7 separate regions of the Mus musculus genome follow, and all the other regions are linked to region 5. The links are chromatin contacts, called in public promoter capture Hi-C maps. All regions are on one chromosome and are shown on one strand. The core of a region is the stretch at or near the end of the contact, and the rest is flanking DNA. Distances in the headings are between cores, read along the strand shown. Region 1 holds the start of Rabl6 (RAB, member RAS oncogene family-like 6). Region 2 holds the start of Ajm1 (apical junction component 1). Region 3 holds the start of Paxx (non-homologous end joining factor). Region 4 holds the start of Med27 (mediator complex subunit 27). Region 5 holds the start of Brd3os (bromodomain containing 3, opposite strand). Region 6 holds the start of Fcna (ficolin A). Region 7 holds the start of Bmyc (brain expressed myelocytomatosis oncogene).

Region 1 (2,700 bases), core at 141-2,640, 1.8 Mb before region 5:
CCTCTTTAGAACCCCAGGGCGTGGGTCCAGTGGGTAGTAAGTTTAGAAAGCAAGAAGCTCCTAGTTCAGGCCTAATTTCTAGAATTGGGCTGCAAATTAATACTATATAAAAATAACGAAAGAATCCAAACATAGATTCCAAAGAACACAAACCACTGAATATTTGACTCAATTCTCTTCCTCAGTCAAGAGAAATACAAACTTCCAAGTTAACACACATACACTGTTTGCTTCTAAATTTGCACAAAAAATCCTCCTAGTAAGTTTCATAATGTTACATTATTACCTAAATATCACTGACCCTGTGAGGCACAGCTTACAGTGAACTGTGTGTATGTGCCAGTGCATGTATGTGTGCGCGCACGCGCTTCAAAAATGTTGCAGTATAGAAATAGTTTAGAAGTAAACAATATCAGACCACGACATTGCCCAAGAATCTTTTGATTGTTCAACCTGCAAATGGAAAAACTCTAAAGAGGTCAAGAGAACCGTGTGCTTCTCGCTGCACAACATACATAATTTATAACGAAGGGCAGAGCGGACTTTTCTTCTTGTGGGGTCAGGGATGCAGAGTTAAGAGCCTCTTGAAATTAAAAAAAAAAAAAAAGCATATCCCTTACAAAACAAAAAACAAAAAAACAAAATCAAGGCTCAAGGCCCACAGGCGACCGACTTTCAGGAGCCTCCGACTTTCAGGAGCCTCAAGTGAGAGCAGGCGCGGGGGGCGGAGAGGAGGCAGGCACACGCAGCCCCGCGCGCGCACCCTCGGGTTATGTAATGGTCTCTCTCCGCAGGGTACCCGCGCCAATCAGGGTCCTCCACCGCTGCTCCGCTAGTGTCGCCGCACAGCTGTTCTCTGGAGGTCTCCTGTCAGGTGATGTCCCTCAAGGAACGACCACTACTCAGAACCCAGGGACCCGTCCGCCCCTACCCTCTGATTCTTCCAGACCCTAGTAGGCTGGGTGGCCGCCCCGGGCCCTGCCAGCCGCCCCGGCCTGCCCGACGGCGCGGCCCGCACTCACTGTTATACTGAACCCCCTTAGCGAAGCGCCTCTGCAGCGCCTGGTTCATGGACTGCAGCCCGGCGGGGATGTTCTTGTCCCGGCCTGGGGCCTGCTCCGACCCCACCAGCTTCTTCAACGCGGAGAACATGTTCCTGCTGGACGTGCGAGCCGGGCTGGCCTGCGAGCTCAGCAGCGGCAGCAGCACAGCGCACCCCGCACCATGTCCGGCCGGCCCAGGCTTCCCCCGAGGCCGGAGCGGGCGCGGCCTCGAGCGAGGTTCTGGGGCCTCAGCCTCTGTGGCTCCGCTCCGGCTTCCACGGCCCTCGGCGCGGCAGCCAGGCACCCGTCAGCGCCGCCATCTTGGCGCCGGCGCGGCTACGGGACGCTAAAAGGGACACGTAGCCGCCGCATGCGCAGAGAGCGCACTAGGTCCCGCCCTTTTCTAGCATCTCCACCTCGCCGCCACCAACCCCCTCTGGTCCAACGATCAGCTTCCCGGTCCTCAAGAGTCCCGAGGTTTCTCCTTCCTCTAGTGTAGTTCTGGAAAAATGTTTATTTCTGTACTACAGCCCAGACAGGTTTACTTTTTCTTCTTTTTGGCTCCCTTGAGCTTCGCCTCGATCAGCTGTTGGGCCTGTTTCTTTATCTCCGCCCGCGAAGGGACGTAACTATGGTCCACATCCGCAAACTGGAAGGTTTCTGAACAGGCAAGAAAAGGAGTGGCTGCCACCCTCTTTCCAGAAGCCTCCCACCTCTACCTGTTGGCGTTTGCTGCCATAGGCCATCTCCTGCCGGGAGCTCATTTCAGACATGTATCAATGACTGGAGACCCCTGCCCTAAGTCACCTAAGGCCAGGTGCCAGACAACTAGGATTTGCCAAGATTATCCACACTAGCTGTCCTTATCCTTTCACCCCACCTTGCCTCTGTAGCAGAAATTCTTCTAAAAGTTCGGTCTGGGCTCCCTTCTGGCCCATCCCATGATATACGTCCCTTTTGTCTCAGAAAAAGAAACCTCTGTAACGTCTATCGATTAAAACCTTTCCCTTCAGCGCCCAGTCACCATGTATGCCATCTCTTGTCTTGAGTTCAGACCCTATCTAGTTGCAGCTATTGTTCTTGTCGTCCTTCTCCATCTTCCTGTGGCCGGCATGTAGAGCCTCACCTATCATGTCCTCCTCTGGGTCCTCAAAGGTAATTCTGGTATTATGTTTCTCTTTTAGAGTTGATGACTCCAAGGTGTCCCTCACCTTTGTGTCAACCTGCAGGGCAGCACCCATTATCATCTTGGAGAGCACATGGGCTTTGTGGGGACCCCTCCATGGCCCAGGGTTACCTCCTCATTTCTGGACAACGTTTGCATGCGCTCAGCCAGGTAGATAAGCTTTCCCTCACAATAATCCAGCTTGCCGTACACATCAAGAGTGTTAGAGACTGCTATTTCTTTCTGTGGGTCAGAGGAGCAGCTGGTTTTCCTGTGGTCCCACACAGGGACCCTGTACACAGCATCTCCTCCCCGGGGGCTGATACCTGGAAGGTTGGCAAGGTGATGCCGATGAGCCGGATGTAGAGGTTGTCAATACCTGTCTGGATGACCAGCAGCAGCTGCTGGCCCTTATTCATGTTGTTTTGGGCCTGCTTGAGTCTTGCTTCTTCCTCTTCTAGCATGTTCTTCATCTTCTTCTGGATAGAGTTA
Region 2 (2,700 bases), core at 97-2,596, 1.9 Mb before region 5:
TACCTCCCAAAGTCCTCGGTGTAGAAAGTGCGGGCTCCAGGGTGCGCCCGGGGCTCTTCTGGGACATACCGGGGAACGAAAGGCATACCGTAGGCTCGAGTTGTCTCCCCGTAGTAGGAGCGGGAGGGGGGCTCCTGGATCGGGAAGGTGCGTACTTCGCCAGCATAGTAGCTGCCCCCACGCCTTGGACTGGGTCTAGGGGGTTCTTCGGACAAGTAGGGCCTGGAACAGTAGCCATCAAAGGGAAGGCCGGGGCTTGTGGTAAAGCTGCCTGCGTAGCCCTCTGGCTCCTCGGTGTAGAAGAATTGGGTGGGACCTGGAGGCGTTGTGAAGGGTTGACTGCGGTGCTCCAAGTAGTCCCGGGGCCCAGGCAGTGGCCCGTCACAGTACAGAGTTCTGGGGTCAGTACAGTACAAGTCACTGGGGGTAGGAGTGCGTGACAGGGCCACGTGGCGAGGGCCGGGAACTGTGAGGCCATGGAACTGTGGAGCTGTGCGAGCCCAGGACGTCGTCTCTCTAGGTGCGCAAGATCGCGAGCTTCGGGCGGCGTGCTGCAGCACTGCCTCGTCCGGCTTGATGTCCAAACGGCAGCGGACATGGGGGACAGGTCCAGAGGGTGGTTCCGGTGGTGCGCAGCGGCCTGGGGTGGCGCATAGAGGCGCGATGCGTCCGGGGCCTCCCCGCTGTGGCTGGAGCTTGATGGGGTGCAGCTCATTAGCGAGAGCTCTCAGCGCAGGATACGAGGGCTCCCGGCGCGGCGACCCCTCCACCCGCACTGCACGCTGGGCTTCCCGACCTCTGCGTTGCAGTACGGGCGGCGAAGCTGGAGCAGTCGCCAGGCCTTGGGACGCACGGGGCGCGCTCTTGGAACGGGTGCGGCGCCGAGGCTCGCTGTCTCTGGGTCGGGCGCGCGGTGGCGCAGGTTCAGGAGGTGGCGGCTCTGGGTGTGTCTCCATGGTGGGCTCGTCCAGTGCCTCTAAGAAGTCAAAACTACGGCAGTGGCGCTTGTTGAAAGGCGTGGGCGCAGCAGGCCGGGCCACGGATCGCTCACATGGCTGGCGTTTGGACGTGAGCCCTGGGTCCACCACCTTGATGTCCTGGTACACGGTCGACACCAGCAAGTCCGGCGGGTCCGTGCGGGTCATCTTAAAAGACGTCCCCAGGCTGGCAGCTCCAGTCACACGGCCTTTCGGGGATTTTGCCCTGGGAGGAGATACCGGTCAGGGCAGCCTCCTCTGCACCCCAAGCCCTTTACCCCACCCCACCCCACGTGCTGGTCCGGCTTACCTGGGGCATAGGGGATGGTGCAGCCTTGGCTGCAGGTCATGGTCAAGGCTTCTGGTGCTGCCTCCATGCCTATGTTAGATGTACCTGCAGGAGAAAGCTCACAGTCCATGCGACCTGTGGGGTAGATGGGCCAGGAGAATTTAGGCTACTGTGGACCTTCTTTGTAGAGGGAACTCCTGAGTTAAACCTGCCAGGCATTCTCTCCCCCTACTAGGGTCGGTTGGGCAGGCTTAGGTAGATCAAAGCGGGACGTGATCTCAGCACTACTGCCCTCTGGTGCCTACAGTTGGAACGATGCACTTTTAGATTTCCTTACAGGTAGACCCTCTGATAATGCAGAGTCCCAGGTGAGTCAATGAATGGTTCCTGCCTGCCGACTAGGCTGGGCAGAGAACTCTTCTCCTAGCACTCAAGTCCTTTTTAACTAAGCGTAAGTCCCCTCAACTCGATGAGGTCCTAGGCAGAGGAATGATCCCAGAGTTTTCTTGGGTCTCAAATCCCTCTTCCTTTTGCATAAATCTTGGACCCCAGTTGCTTGAATGAAACCCACCAAGCTTGCTGGAACAGAGAAGGCTACAGCAAGACTCTCCTGCTTTGCAGAATTGCACATGGACCCTTCCCCCACCCCCAGTGTGTGCTAAAGCCAGGTTTAGGCTACAGAACCACGTGGGGCCATGTGAGCCACGAGTTCATGGTGTCCTTCCTCTAAGCTGAAAACTACCACTAGTGTACCAAGCCAGGAGGCTGCTAGCTAGGAGGAGGCAGAGGAGAGGGCGGGAAAGCCCCTCCCCAGGACAGAGTCCTTCCCACTCTGGCTTTGGAAAGCTCCATGGAAACGTGTGGTTGTTCATCCCTGGAGCTATGGGCTGAAAACGATCTAGGCTAATGTTCAGATGTGGGCCACCAGTGTCTGTGGTCTCCAGGGCCTGGAGCTGGCTAGAGAAAGAGGGTTTAAGAAGGCGATCACACACACACACACACACACACACACACACACCCTCCCCCCATAATGCACCTACTCCCAGGACATCTGCTCCAGAGGAAGTTGAGAGTGTGTTGGGGCCTGGCAGGACTTGTAAGTGGATGGGCCTTTCGGGTCTCTAGTCCAGGTGTACAAGGGGCTGTTAGAGGGGTGCTCTTTGGAGTCAGAGCTACTAAGTACCAAGGCTTGTTCCAAACCCAGGTTCATGCCGACCCTATTAAGACCCCTTTCATTCTAAACTCAGTGCCAGGTCAGAGTTTGGGTGAGATGACAGGGTCTGAGGCTCCGCCCCAGGAAGGTGACAGTCGGCTTTGCTGGCTGCAGCTGTCAGGAGCAGTGCACTGTGACACACGCTCCCTTTGGGATGGGGTTGGGGCTTGCTCTTGTATCCTAGGTATTTTGAAGGCCCTTCCCAAATAGCAGTCCTGCTT
Region 3 (2,700 bases), core at 157-2,656, 2.0 Mb before region 5:
CAGCTGGTTTCTTACTAGAAGACAAGAGTATGTAAATACATAGAAGAAAAGGAAGGGACCAGGGCAGGGGAGACAGGTGGCAAGTACCTTTTGAAGCCAGGGTTAATGAGAGACTCCCCTGGACACCGTCTCCTGACCCCAGGCCCAGAGCTGCCTCTCTGGTGATCAAGTTCTGCCAGAAAATAGGATCAGGGAAATCTTGAACTCCAAAGAACCCTGGCCAGAACTCTGTCCACATGGAAAGATTCTCCCATGAGACATCTGGAGAGGCAGTTCCAGAGAAAGAGCAGCCCCAGCCCACATGCCAGGCCCACCCCTTACCTGGTAAGAACTGAGTGCCTGCTGGCTGGGTGTTCTTCTTGGGGCTAGTGATGGTCTCTTCTGCAGCTAAGAGAGAGTCGTGGCATCTCACTCAATGCCAGGAGGGTCTGCAAAAGCATGCCCCTGAGGGAAGGTACAGGTGCCCACACATACAGTACCTGCCAGCCGCCTCTCTAGGTTGCATACATGCTCTGCCAGGCTGAGAGTCAAAGCCTGCAGCCTGGGGGCTGCCTCCGGGCTGGGCACCTTGGAGAGGTCAAAGGCCAGGGCAGGGGTATCCCCTGAAAGGGTTATCAATGCTCTGTCTTCTTGCAGGCTTACAGTTACTGCCTGCTGTTGGCAGGCTGCCCTAAGGAGGGAGATGTGTGTTATGGCCAGGATGTGTTAGCACTACCCCAAGCTTCTCATTCACATGGCCTCCCTAACTGGAACTCACCTGAACCGGGAATGGATATCTTCAGCCCCACTTAGGCCAAATCGGGCTTTCTGCTGGGAACAAGGAATTGTCACTAACCCCGCCCAGGACCCTGGACCCACTGGACATTCCAAACTGCCCTACCCTGGAAATGCTATTAGAACCACTGCCACGGGGAGGGGGAGGGTGGCAAGCTACCAGCTGTCTCCTATCCCCAGCACTGTTACTCACGAGCCTCGCCAGGCTGTCAGGCGAGAAGCAGGTGCTCCAGAGCTCGGCGGCGTCCGTCACACTGGGTGGGAGGGGCTGTCAGGCACCGTGCCCGCTATGCTCCCGCACCCCACATCCCTAGACTCCACTCACTAGAGGTTGAAGTCGTCGCGGTCCCCGTCTCCACCACTATCCCGCTCGCAGTAGCACACCAGGCGGGGGGAGCCCGAACCCGGCGGCAGAATACAAAGCGGCAGCGACAACAACGGAGGAGCCATGACAGCAGGGCGGTCTCGCCGCAGGAGCCAAGTTAGATGTGGGCTGAGGGCGCCTGCGCAGAAGTACAAACTCGGTGACTCACAATCTAAGGTGTTCGCTCGGCGGCGGAACTTCTGGTTTCTGGAGGGACGGAAGGACGAGGCGATGGGCGGTACTCAAGGTTGACATTGTTTCCGGGTACCAGGCATTAAGTAAGAGGCTGACTAAAGGGCGGGGTTTAGCACGTGGGGCGGGGCGGGAAGCACTCGGAGGGCGGGGCTTAGCGCATTAGCTACTCAGTGCTATTCTGGGCTCTGTTCTTTGGCCCTTGCATCCAAACAGAGATCTACTATGGTCTCACTCCTTGTGCTCTTCCGCTTTTCTGGGTCCTTCTTAGCAACATATCTGCCGCTCTTCAATGCCGGTCTTCTTTCCTATCTATCCCCCAAGGGCTTGTACTGCAGGGCCTCCAAACTGTTGGTCACTTGTCCCTTCCTGTCACTTTAGATATAAACACATCTCTTTCTAAAGCTGAGTTGTAACAAACCAAAATACAAGAGTAAGTACAGTACATGTGGAAACGTTTGGAGATGCAGTTTTCTCCCGGGCAATACCCTCCCATTGTCTGAGTCACCACCCTCTGTGTGATACCTGTCAGCCCTGAGGACACCTTCACCAACAGGAGGTCTCTGGAACCTGAGATCTAATGGGAGAGATGACTAGTCCGACAGGACAGCACTCACACTGCAGCAAATGCTCATGAGAATCCACACAGGGCCTGCATAGTAGGGGCTGATGCCACCTGCAGAGAATGGAGCCCAGCAAAGGGTGTGCTCAGGAGGAGGCCTGATGGGAACAGAAGTCTTCCCAAGGCTGTGGAAGAGGGCTAGCATGAACCTATGAGAACCATGGTGAGAGTGGTTAGTAACTTGGTGAACTGTGCTAACATTTGAAAAGTGCCATCAGCCAAACATACTCAATTCCCACTTTCCTCTAGTTTTGCTCAACCCTGCTGAGGCTCCGGACTAGAGCCTTTGCGTGCATGGGTTTTTGCCTGTCTCCAGCCGGGTGTACTTACCTGTAGTTCTTTTGAAAGTGTCCTCTTGAGGATCCATGTAGAACATTTCACCTCTGCTCAAGTCTCCATCCCTCTCTCCCATGTCTTACTTTCCCTGCTTTTCACTGTGTACCGTACATCCTGGTTTTAGGAGTTTCTGGCTCAGCCTTGATGTCTGCCTGCATCTCCACCATTGTCTGACCCCCTCCTAGAAGCTGCATCTAAGGTCTTGCTTCTATTCTAGCCACTGGAATATGGCAGAAATGATGTCTGTCATTTCTCCCATCCCTACTGCATTGCTCACCACAGCACAAGGCAACCCAGGAAAACCTTTGATATTAAAGTATGGAGGCCTGCCTGTGCCAGAGCCAGAGCCAGAGCCAGAGCCAGAGCCAGAGCCAGAGCCAGAGCCAGAGCCAGAGCCAGAGCCAGAGCCAGA
Region 4 (2,700 bases), core at 149-2,648, 1.9 Mb after region 5:
TGTAGAGGTTGAAAACGTGTTTTGCAGCTTACCTAAAGAACAAGAACTTGGCAGGGCAGTGGTGGCACACGCCTTTAATCCCAGCACTTGGGAGGCAGAGGCAGGTGGATTTCTGAGTTCAAGGCCAGCCTGGTCTACAGAGTGAGTTCCAGGGCAGTCAGGGCTACACAGAGGAACCCTGTCTCGAAAAACCAAACAAAAACAAACCAAACAAAAAGAACAAGAACTTATTCTTTTTTTTTTCTTTTAAGATTTATTTTTATTTTATGTATGTGAGTACACTGTAGCTGACTTCAGATGCACCAGAAGAGGGCATCTGATCCCACTGCAGATGGTTGTGAGCCACCATGTGGTTGCTGGGAATTGAACTTAGGACCTCTGAAAGAGCAGTCAGTGCTCTTAATCGTTGAGCCATCTCTCTAGTCCCAGGAACTTATTCTTAATTACAAATAAAAACCCTAACTTGCAAGGACTTAACATGAGGCAAATAGAACTTATTCTTTAATTACAAACAGAAACTTTAGCCTGCACAGGACAGAGGAACTTATTCTTAACTGTCTTAACTGCAAACAGATCCCCTAAGCTGCAAGGTCTATTTTCCCTGTTTTGATCTTCCATTAACTTGAAAGGTATATTGTCCATTTTGATGTCACAGTATATATCAATTTGTATCATATATAATCACATTTTGCTTATTTGCTTATACGTTGGTAGATATCTGGCTCCTTTCACACTTGACTATAGTGAATGAGGTTGCGGTGGATATGGAAGTACAAACATCTCATTTAGACACTGCTTTCAATTCTTTTGGACACATACCATAATTTCTATTATTATTATTATTGTTAATTTACTTTTTGGACACAGGTCCTCATGTAGCCCAAATGTTTTCTATTTCCTTTTAAGTTTCATAAAGAAAAACGTTTTGAAACTATATAGAATACCTTGCTGTTTCGAAAAAACATCAATTGATTCATACCTTAACCAATTATTTAGGCTGCCAAGTGGCAGTTTTCTTGTATCACTCTGCCTTCATTTATGTGTTGGCATTTTACTACAGGTAAGAGAGTTCTTCCCCTTTATTTATGAATATGGACTCATTCATGTACTCTGGGGACATTTTATTGTTTTGAGAAATTCCTATGTGACTGTTCAAATTTTGGAGATACACAGTGGGCTTCTGCATTTCTTTGTCATTCACTATTAAGCAAAAGGAGAGGACAAAATGACTTCCCTAGATGGAGATCATAACTTGTGGTCAACTCTCTCATTCAGTCAGACTGGCGCTGTTTTTCCAAGTTCGCTAGAGCTTCCTGGATGGGAGCCACGTCGCAAACTACACATCCCAATACCCTCCTAGGACAACGTCATCACGAAGCGCCGCGCGCCGCTCAGGCTGTGGACTCTGGAAAGCCGGCTGTGACAGCTGCAACATGGCGGACGTGCTGAGCGTTGGTGTGAACCTGGAGGCCTTTTCGCAGGCTATTAGCGCCATCCAGGCGCTACGCTCTAGCGTGAGTAGGGTCTTCGACTGCCTTAAGGATGGCATGCGCAACAAAGAGACGCTGGAGGGCCGCGAGAAGGCCTTCATCGCGAACTTCCAGGACAACTTGCATTCCGTCAACCGGGACCTCAAGTAGGTACTGGCTGAAAGGATCGGGGTTGAGGACCCTTCTGGCACCTGTCCCGCCCGGATCCCGCGCCAGTCTGCCCAGTCACGGGCCTCTCTCCTTTATTCACAGTCCGCTGTCACTTTCGCTCATCTCCCGGTCCTAGTCAGCCTCTCAGGGACTCCTTGTCTCCCGTCCCGTTACCTAGTATTCATTCTGTTGGCCATTTCGTCCTGGTTGTCATCTGTGGTCCTCGGTTCCCGCTGTAGTGGTCCTATCTGATGAGGAAACCTCTTCTCAGGAACTTCCACCTCGTCGATCTTATCAGACCTTTTCCTTGGGCTCCATCACATCGGGCCAGTCTCCCCATCAACACTGTCCCAGGCCCAATTACGTACCTCTCGATCCGATGAGCTCCAGTTCCCATCCTCAGAGCCTAGAATTCATCAGTTCCACCTCACCTCATTCTCAGACTACCTCCGTTACCTTTGCCTCTTTCCATTTCCCCTCCGAAGCCACCTGCTCCTCACTGCCAGTCACCATCATTCCTTTTGTTTAGCTCTTTTCTCGAGAGATACAGTCTTACATCTATTAGGATGTTTAAGAGGAAGAATTTATTTAGGTTCAGTTTCAGAGGACTCAGTTCACTACAACGGGAAAGGAATGTTTGAGCAGGTTAACCCCTAATAATTGGGGATTACATATTTCCCTCACGGGACTCCTTTTACATCATTAGTGTATTAAGAGTTTGCTGAGAAGACATTACTCAGATGCCATGCATAGAAGGCACTTTGGATTTTGAGACAGGGATTCTCAGGGTAACAGTCTTGGTTGTCCTGGAATTCAATTTGTAGACCAGGATGGCCTCAAACTCACAAGAGATCCTCCTGCCTCTGCCTCTCTGGATTAATCTGCTGGGATTAAAGGTGTGTGCCACCACACACAGTTTAGTAGGCATGTCTTCTGTGCCTGAACTTGTGTTTTCTTCCTGTCTTAGAAATTAGAATGGAAGGACTTGAGGTCTCCCCCCCCCCCCCAGACAGGGTTTCTCTGTATAGCCCTGGCTGTCCTGGAACTCACTCTGTAGACC
Region 5 (2,700 bases), core at 159-2,658:
CACCCTGCTCCTTTTCCAACACCCACTGATGTCAATATTCTTAACTGGCATCGGACTAAAGTGTGAAAATAGAACTTATGCAGAAAAATGATGGACACGGGGTCACAGTGTTTGGTCGGGTGTAATAGGAGTGTATGCTGAATTTTCCTGGGGCTTTAGGACAATTCAAATGAGCAGTATGTGGAATGGCGGAATTTCGCAGCTACTTTTGAAATGATGCATCCCACACCACATTAAATAAATTGAAAACAAATGTGCCCATCATCTGAGTGGGATGTCAATAATAACAGCAATAGGTCTGAGAAGGAAACTGCACAAAGAAAATAAGGACTGAAGACAAAGCTTAGCCTTAGAGCACTTGCCTAACATGCCCAAGGCCGTGGCGTCAAACTCCAGACCACAAAAGCTCCAACCCAAACATAAAATTAATCCCAGCACTGTGGGAAGCAGAGGCAGGTGGATTTCTGAGTTCGAGGCCAGCCTGGTCTACAAAGTGAGTTCCAGGGCAGCCAGGGCTATACAGAGAAACTCTGTCTCGAAAAAACAAAAAAAGAAAGAAAGAAAGAGAGAGACGGAGGGAGGGAGGGAGGGAGGGAGGGAGGGAGGGAGGGAGAGAGAGAGAGAGAGAGAGAGAGAGAGAGAGAGAGAGAGAGAGAGAGAAAGAAAGAAAGAAAGAAAGAAAGAAAGAAAGAAAGAAAGAAAGAAAGAAAGAAAGAAAGAAAGAAAGAAAACCTCAGAAACCATGTTAGGATCGAGAACTGGGAAGGTGCCTAATGCTAACTCCTAATCCCTCTTCAGCATCTCCTCCAGGTTTCCTAGCCGCTCCTCACCCTCCATGCTCCTCCTTACAATGCCCCCAAGCTCTTCTCCCCAGCTCTTAGCCCCATCTCCCTCCCAGTCCTGACTCCAGAGTGTCTTCCCCAGGCTCCTTTTCTATCCTGGCTTCTCCCTTTGTGTTTACCACCCCCTCCACTCTGCAATGCCCACTCTGCTTCCCCCAAACGCCTCTTCTTCCTCTGCCTCTTCAGGCTCCTCCTCTCAATCCTCATCCTCTCCTCCCTAGCTCTGTCTTCTCCTAGCATTCCTTTCATGCTCCCCCCTCCAGAGCCTCCCCATCTCCTAGATTCTTCCCCCACTACACACTCCCAAATTTCTCGGGATCCTCCTCTCTCTCCACTCTCTCCTTATCCTGGATCTCGCTCTGCCTCTTTCTCCGGCTCCTCCTCTCTTCAAGCTCCTCCCCTCTCCCTTTTCTCTGGATCTCCTCCTCCCCCTATTCTCTCCGCCCCCTAACCTAAGTTCTCTCCAAGCTCCCCCTCCCACTCCAGTCCTTCCCCTTTCCTTCCCCACCGCCCTCTGGACGCTCCTCCTCTCCCTCTAGGTCTTTGGCCCCGCCCACAGAATGATCGATGTGTCCGTCTGCAGGCTGGTCCTCGGTGCTCGGCTCGCCACGCCTGCGACGCTGCCATGGAGACGTAGCCGCGGCCTCCTGGCTCTGCCCGGGACCTGGATCCCTTGCGTCAGCAGGCCCACGCGTGTCCGCGAGCGCCGGTGGCAAAGTCTGCTTCGCTGGAGCATCCGGGCAAGCGGTGACTTTGCTGGCCGCTGGGGCGTAGGGCTCGCATCCTTCCTCCTTCCAGTAGCTCTCTACTCCATAGCTGAGGACCGCTTCTCTCACCAGCGGAGAGGAGACCCTGGGACCGCCAACCGTCTGTGGGTTATTAAGGGACCTGCGATTGTCCATCCGCCTCATCCTTCCGCTCAGCTCAGCTCAGCAAGCTGCATCCGTGAGTAACCTCGCTTGAACACTCTGGCCCATAGAGGCTGCTCCTGGTGGTGAGGCCCATGCTGGGCCTGTCCCCGACTCCCCTCCCCTTCCGACAGTTTCTTCCCTTTGTAGTGTCACCCTTGGTAAGAGTGGAAGACTGGCTAGAAGAAAGGACCTGAACCAACGCTTAGTCCACATCCCCATTGTGTTTTGAGCGGGGTGGACAGGCCAGCCCCTGCTGCAGACACCCTGGATACATCTCTTTGAGCTCAGCAGTATTGCAGCGGCAGTGGACACCTGATAAGCTTCCCAGGAGTGGTGTGGAGTCACTGTCAACACTAGAGCACTTTGTCTGGAATGGCTCTCACGTGGCTCCTGAATGGTCAGAGATGTGTCTTGGATTCTCCTGCCCTCCTGAGGATCTTGCCTATGGAAGGTCTAAGTTACCTACTTTCACTATTAAGTTGAACAAGGACTCCCAAACCCAACAGCCATCAAGGTTGTTGGCCAACTAGTTACAAAGCACAGCAGCCGGCTGTTCCTGGCCTAGGAGGAAAGCCAGGTGTGCAGGACGCTGGGCCTGTGGGATGAGTGGGCGAGTCCCGCTGGCAGAAAAGGCCCTGTCAGAATCCTATGCCCGCCTCCGGTACAGGGATACGTCCTTGCTCATTTGGCAACAAGAGCAGCAGAAGTTGGAGTCTGTACCACCTAGTACATACCTGAGCAGAAGCCGCAGCATGTGGTACTCCCAGTATGGAAATGAGGCCATCTTAGTTCGAGACAAAAACCAGCTTGGGGTCTCTAGGGACACTGGCCAGTCTAAGTTTTGCTCAATCATGTAATTCCAGGGAGAAGACCCTTGATGGCCATGAAGATCAAGCCGTGGTATAAAAACGCAACACCCAAGAATGTCATCCAACACTTTATTAGGG
Region 6 (2,700 bases), core at 200-2,699, 1.8 Mb before region 5:
TGGCTGGGCCCACAGATGCTTCATGCTACTTCAGCCCCCGAAGCTCACTCTTCTTCACTCACAACCAGAGGGTAAAGACACTGGAAACGTTAGAAGAGACTATGGGATGTACTTACCCAGAGATGGCGCAGCTCCTGTATCGCCTTTCTCCCCTGGAGGAATACAGCATACTAGCCTTGTCCCAGAGCTGGAATCCTGCCACATCCTCTCCTGTACCCCTCCCAGCTTCCAGCCTCTCCCCTAGTCTGTGAGCCCCCAACATTCTGATATGCATAATGATCCGGGGAGACTTTGGGGACCCCTGAAGTAGTGCTTCTGGGAACACCCACCTTTCTTTGTATTCAAGACTCCCCTTAAGCCAACAAGACCCTAATCCCATATTGCTCCATGTGGAGCTGTCCTTCCTGGTCCCTTCCTAAGGAGACTTGTTTACTAGGCTCACCTTTAACTCCCGGGGGCCCCATGGTTCCTGGCTCTCCTGTAGACAGAAGGGGCATTCTTACAGTGCTGGTTCTTTTTCACTTCAGTGTGTGTGTGTGTGTGTGTGTGTGTGTGTGTGTGTATCCACCTATGTGTCCATCCATGCGAGCAGAACTTGTAGGAGAGAGATCTGAATGCCCAGCCTGTAGGAAGGGGGCAGGCATGCATCTGGACATAGGGGAGGATGGTGTGTGGGCTCAGGTGCTACTGGCACCACTCTCAAGACCTGTCTGGATCTTAGGCAGATAGACCCATGTGAGAATTCCCTCTTACCTTTGCTGCCGGCAGGTCCCATCTTTCCTGGGCTGCCCTGAAAGCCCCGTTCTCCTGTAAACACAAGGACTAAACTGGATCTCATCTCCTAGGTAGGATTGGAGGGAGCTGGGCCAAGGGGAGGCTAAGGGGAATCCCTCTCCCATCCAGATTGCTACCTCTTCCAGCAGGGCTTCCAGGCTCCCCTTTGGGCCCAGGTGGGCCAGGAAAGCCAGGGCAACTTTGGATGACAACCACCTTGTCCTGGGCCCCCAGACCTACGACCTTAACATCTGCATAGAAAAAAAAAAAAGAGGGGTGGCTTTGGAGCAGCATTGAAAACCACAGCTCTCCGTACCCACTAGCATTCATGCAGCCTGTCTCTGGATGTGTTTTCAGGCTGCCCTTCTAAAATGTCCCATCTCCTGCTGCCACATGTGCAGGCATATGCAGGTATGTGTGTGCCCACACTTCTGAGCAGACCCCTCTCACCTGGACAGGCACCTCTCTCCTGACCCAGGGCCTGGGAGGGACAGAGACAGAGCAGTCCTGAAAAGGCCCACAGCGTAGGCCACTGCATTGCTCTGGGTACAGCAGCCACTCCTTGACTCCCTGGCTCTGGACGGAGGCTGAGGCACTGATGAACGAAGTGAAGACCCTCACTGCCTGGATTCCTCACGGCTCAGCTTTTTCTCCTGAGAAGGAGTGCAAGTTAAAACCAGGCACACTTCCTGTGTGTCACCAGATGGCCAGCGCCACACCCAGCAGTTCCCTGTAGCACATGAGTACAGTACTCACACACTCAGCACACTTTCCCAGTCAGCACTGGGGATTCGGGGCATGAGGACACCACCTCCTTCTCTTCCTTCTCCACCTTCCTCTTCCTCCTCTACCTTCCTCTTCTGCTTCTCTCCAAAGAATAGATTCCCAAAGAACTAGCTCAGAAAGGCAAGGCTGGCCAAAGGCGCCTACTGAGCTCCCAGAGCCAAATGCTGAACCTCTCAGCCTCCCATCCATGGATAGCAGACAGAAGAAGCCTTCCTGAGAGAGTGTGAGGCACTGGCTGGGCCATGAAAGAGCTGAGCCTGGCCCTCCAAGCCAGCAGAACCCTCGTTCTCACTACCCTGCCTACATCCTTTTTTTTTTTTTTTTTAGATTTATTTATTTTATGTATATGAGTGCTCTATTTGCATGTACACCTGGATGCCAGAAGAGGGCATCAGATCCCATTACAGATGATTGTGAGCCACCACATGGTTTCTGGATATTGAACTCAGGACCTCTGGAAGAGCAGGCAGTGCTCTTAACCTCTGAGCCATCTCTCCAGTCCTGCCCTGTATACCTTAATACCTACCTACTGCAAAGTCTGGCATCGGCCTGGCTAGGGTTTATAGTGAGCAGGGAATCCATAGGGACCTGAGTGCCTGCAGGCCAGACTAGGCCAGCTATGCTCCCCCATTCCTTCCCCAGCACGCCTCCAGGCTGCTGACCTCCCTCTGTCCCTCCAGGCCGCTGACCTCCCTCTGTCCCTCCAGGCTGCTGACCTCCCTCTGTCCCTCCAGGCCACTGACCTCCCTCTGTCCCTCCAGGTCGCTGACCTCCCTCTGTCCCTCCAGGCTGCTGACCTCCCTCTGTCCCTCTAGGCTGCTGACCTCCCTCTGTCCCTCCAGGCTGCTGACCTCCCTCTGTCCCTCCAGGCTGCTGACCTCCCTCTGTCCTCACTGGCACCAGTTCCTACAGGAAGTGCTCTTTCCTGCCCCAGGCCTGAACCCTGAGGTTCATCGGAGTAGCCAGCTCTCTAACAGCAATGGCTTCCCCCATCTCCAACTGCAGCAAGCTGAGCACAGCCCAGGCGGTAGGTGTTTTAAAAATAACAAGTCTAGGGATGTAAATGAATAAAATAATTCATTAAAAAATGTTAAACCTAAAAGAGTCTAACTTTTCCAGCGTTATCCCCTTTCAGCCAAC
Region 7 (2,700 bases), core at 12-2,511, 1.7 Mb before region 5:
TCCTTTCTAAAAATTTGATATAAAATAAGGAAAGAAAAGAGAAAATAGGTTAGATCTTTTAATTTTTTTTAAAGAATTCTGTGTTATGGATTTTCTTGTTTGTTTGAGCCAAGTTCTCACTATGTAGACCAGGATATCCTGGAACTTACTATGTAGCCCAGCCATGGTAATCCTCCTGCCTCAGCCTTCCAATGTATGAGCTGCCTTGACTGCTTGGCATTATGTAATATTTAATCATAAAGTGTTTTAGAAGTTTAATTCATGCCTAAATTTAATGTGTAGCTCACACATATTTGTATCTACATTTTAGAAAATTTGCAGGAGCCATTCATAGATGCAAGCATCATATACTCATTACAGGTGTGTGGGATGATGCTGGAGATGGTCTCTGTAGTTAAGATCTCTCGCAGAGATCCAGAGGTCCTGGGCCTTAGTTCGCAGCACTCACACAGAGGCTCACACTGTCCTGACACAGTTCCAGGGGATCAGTCTTCCTCTTTGGGTCTCCATGGGGACTGGGCATGTAGGTGATGATGCACTTACATATATGCAGGCAAATCATTCATACACTTAAAATGATATAAATAAATAAAAAAAATAGTGTAGCTTTAAGAAAACCCTTGAAGACCCGAAGCAAGTATGCCACCACAGAGATCCTTGAACGCGGGTTTATTACGGACATTTCCACAATAGCTGTTCCGGAACCAAGGTGTCCATCGTCAGAGGAACGGACAATAAAGATGTGGTTCGTATGTGGAAGTGGAACATTTTCAGTCATAAATGAGAGCAAAGAGTGTCATTTGCAAGAAATGGATGGAATTGGAGAGTATCATATTAAATGAATTAAGTCAGTCTCAGAGAGACAAGATCTTTGCTTTTTTCATCCATGGGTTCTCGATTTCATAGGTACATGAAATCACACGTGTTACAAATGACATGAAAGTAGAAGAGTCACTGGGCGAACGAAGAGGACTGAGAGGTGGAGAGGTAGACACTAGCAGGAAATGAGTGAGAGTATGCGGAGAATAGGTTATCTGCGTCCACGAAAATGTATCCTGTGCACGTAGGATGCAGCGCCTATAGCCCCTCTCCGTAAGGTGGCGCGATACTTTGAGCGTGGCGTCTGGCGACGAGCTGACGCCTCCTCCCTCCGCTGCAGCCGGAGACCGAGCCTGGTGAAGGGACTGTCGGGATTGTCGGAAGTGAGGGTCTGGGAAGGGGAGTGGTTCGGGGCTGCTGCGCAGCGCGCCAGGTTTCCGCAGCAGCCCTGCACCCCTCCGGGTCGCCTCCAAACGCAACGCCGCGACCATGCCCCTCCACGTGAGCCTCGCTAACGGCAACCGCGACCTGGACTATGACTCGGTGCAGCCATACTTCATGTGCGACGATGAGGAGGAGGACGTGCACCACCAGCAGCCGCCGCAGCCGCCAGCGCCCAGCGAGGACATCTGGAAGAAATTCGAGCTGCTGCCCACGCCGCGCCCGTCCCCGGGCCACGCCGGGCTCTACTCGCCTCCCTGCGAAGCGGTCGCCGTGTCTTTCGCCCCCAGGGACCACGACGGTGATAGCTTCTCCATCGCAGACCTGCCCGAGCTGCCAGGAGGAGACGCGGTGAAGCAGAGCTTCGTCTGCGACCCGGATGACGAGACCTTCGTGAAGAACATCATCCTGCAGGACTGTATGTGGAATGGCTTCTCGGCCTCCGCCAAGCTGGTCTCCAAGCTGGACCCCTACCAGGCTGTGCGCAAAGAAGGCACCGGCGTGAGCCTGGCCGCCGACGTGGAGCCTGCTACGCCTCCAGACTGCACCTGCAACACCTGAGCGCACAGCACGGGGGGCTTTGGACTGTAAGCTTCAGCCATGTTAACTGCCTCAAATCCTGGGCGTAAGAGAACCCTCCCCTCCCTCTTTTCTTTTTTAAGCTTGCCACCCTTCCTCACTCCCCTTAACAGATTTGTATTTGTTTAAAAAAGGAATCTTAAAGTATATCAATTTTCCAACATCAGCTGGACCCTTAAGTGTAAATAACATCAATAAAAACGTCTTATCAGTTATACAAGATTTTAGGATATGAAATATAAAAAGGTATATTTTCCTTTCAAAAGCTGATTCTTTTTTATTGTTTAAAGAAAATCAAAGTAATTCGGAAATATGTTGAGCCCATGCTTAAAAAAAAAACAGCTTTATGAAACATAGCAAAATAAGGAACCGAGGAGCTACAGACAATACTACTGCTAAAAGTAGACTAAAAGTAAGAAAGGGGAACTTTATGTGACCAAAAAGGAAAAGAAAAAAGAAAGAGGAAAAGACAAAAGATGAGATAGATGCATAAACAAAGTTAGATAGACTGAGGGGTTTTAAACAATTGATATAATTTTAAAAATAAAATAAAGGTACTACTGAAGCATAGCAAAAAGGTGAATCAGGAGAGGCAGGAAAAAACAAACAAACAAACAAAAAAAACCTCCAGAGTACCGGTGCCTCGCCTCTCTGGCTCCTCTGTCTTTAGACACTGCTGGGTGTATGCGGGGAGGTGGTGTGGTGGTCACCTGAAGTGGAGACTGTCTCTTACAATTTAGGCTGTTGCTGATCCTACAAGAACCAAGTCAACAGCAGAGCTGTGATCATTAGGTACTTTGCTTGAGCAAGTACCAGGGCCCACTGCTGGCCACACTTGACTTTGCAGTCTGAGTCTGGGCA

Evidence for each region. Promoter capture Hi-C pulls out the DNA fragments that hold promoters and counts their contacts.
Region 1: a contact with region 5 is called in a promoter capture Hi-C map of hematopoietic stem and progenitor cells, with 5 times the contacts expected there. The contact joins the promoter of Rabl6 here to the promoter of Brd3os in region 5. A contact is called at or near these places in 4 of 39 promoter capture datasets (hematopoietic stem and progenitor cells, hippocampal neurons, liver and 1 more).
Region 2: a contact with region 5 is called in a promoter capture Hi-C map of liver, with 7 times the contacts expected there. The contact joins the promoter of Ajm1 here to the promoter of Brd3os in region 5. A contact is called at or near these places in 4 of 39 promoter capture datasets (cranial neural crest, hippocampal neurons, liver and 1 more) and 1 of 115 datasets of contacts at active chromatin or transcription factors (embryonic forebrain).
Region 3: a contact with region 5 is called in a promoter capture Hi-C map of liver, with 4 times the contacts expected there. The contact joins the promoter of Paxx here to the promoter of Brd3os in region 5. A contact is called at or near these places in 6 of 39 promoter capture datasets (the C10 cell line, cranial neural crest, hippocampal neurons and 2 more) and 1 of 115 datasets of contacts at active chromatin or transcription factors (microglia).
Region 4: a promoter capture Hi-C map of liver shows a contact between it and region 5, with 4 times the contacts expected there. The contact joins the promoter of Med27 here to the promoter of Brd3os in region 5. A contact is called at or near these places in 3 of 39 promoter capture datasets (embryonic stem cells and liver).
Region 6: a promoter capture Hi-C map of liver shows a contact between it and region 5, with 4 times the contacts expected there. The contact joins the promoter of Fcna here to the promoter of Brd3os in region 5. A contact is called at or near these places in 3 of 39 promoter capture datasets (hippocampal neurons and liver).
Region 7: a contact with region 5 is called in a promoter capture Hi-C map of liver, with 3 times the contacts expected there. The contact joins the promoter of Bmyc here to the promoter of Brd3os in region 5. A contact is called at or near these places in 2 of 39 promoter capture datasets (hippocampal neurons and liver).

Annotation. Positions count from the first base shown.
Region 1 is chr2:25,607,091-25,609,790 of GRCm38.p6, forward strand. It overlaps Rabl6 (RAB, member RAS oncogene family-like 6), which reads right to left and starts at 1,391. Exons shown (of 15, transcript NM_001024616.2): 1 at 1,023-1,391. The coding sequence starts at 1,152. Ccdc183 (coiled-coil domain containing 183) reads right to left here. Exons shown (of 14, transcript NM_029859.1): 11 at 2,535-2,700; 12 at 2,341-2,451; 13 at 2,170-2,266; 14 at 1,539-1,703. The coding sequence ends at 1,585. It overlaps Fcnaos (a long non-coding RNA gene), which reads left to right and starts at 2,240. Exons shown (of 8, transcript XR_003954003.1): 1 at 2,240-2,379.
Region 2 is chr2:25,578,753-25,581,452 of GRCm38.p6, forward strand. It overlaps Ajm1 (apical junction component 1), which reads right to left and starts at 1,347. Exons shown (of 1, transcript NM_001005424.2): 1 at 1-1,347. The coding sequence starts at 1,145.
Region 3 is chr2:25,459,688-25,462,387 of GRCm38.p6, forward strand. Paxx (non-homologous end joining factor) reads right to left here and starts at 1,407. Exons shown (of 7, transcript NM_153557.1): 1 at 1,100-1,407; 2 at 968-1,028; 3 at 758-807; 4 at 480-670; 5 at 322-387; 6 at 88-172; 7 at 1-14. The coding sequence starts at 1,224.
Region 4 is chr2:29,345,412-29,348,111 of GRCm38.p6, forward strand. It overlaps Med27 (mediator complex subunit 27), which reads left to right and starts at 1,399. Exons shown (of 8, transcript NM_026896.5): 1 at 1,399-1,636. The coding sequence starts at 1,434.
Region 5 is chr2:27,441,028-27,443,727 of GRCm38.p6, forward strand. It overlaps Brd3os (bromodomain containing 3, opposite strand), which reads left to right and starts at 1,409. Exons shown (of 2, transcript NM_001360791.1): 1 at 1,409-1,787; 2 at 1,901-2,700. The coding sequence starts at 2,356. The coding sequence ends at 2,610.
Region 6 is chr2:25,626,525-25,629,224 of GRCm38.p6, forward strand. Fcna (ficolin A) reads right to left here and starts at 1,450. Exons shown (of 10, transcript NM_007995.3): 1 at 1,225-1,450; 2 at 912-1,025; 3 at 754-807; 4 at 443-478; 5 at 117-152. The coding sequence starts at 1,312. Fcnaos (a long non-coding RNA gene) reads left to right here. Exons shown (of 8, transcript XR_003954003.1): 6 at 2,430-2,587.
Region 7 is chr2:25,705,618-25,708,317 of GRCm38.p6, forward strand. Bmyc (brain expressed myelocytomatosis oncogene) reads left to right here and starts at 1,262. Exons shown (of 1, transcript NM_023326.2): 1 at 1,262-2,104. The coding sequence starts at 1,309. The coding sequence ends at 1,821.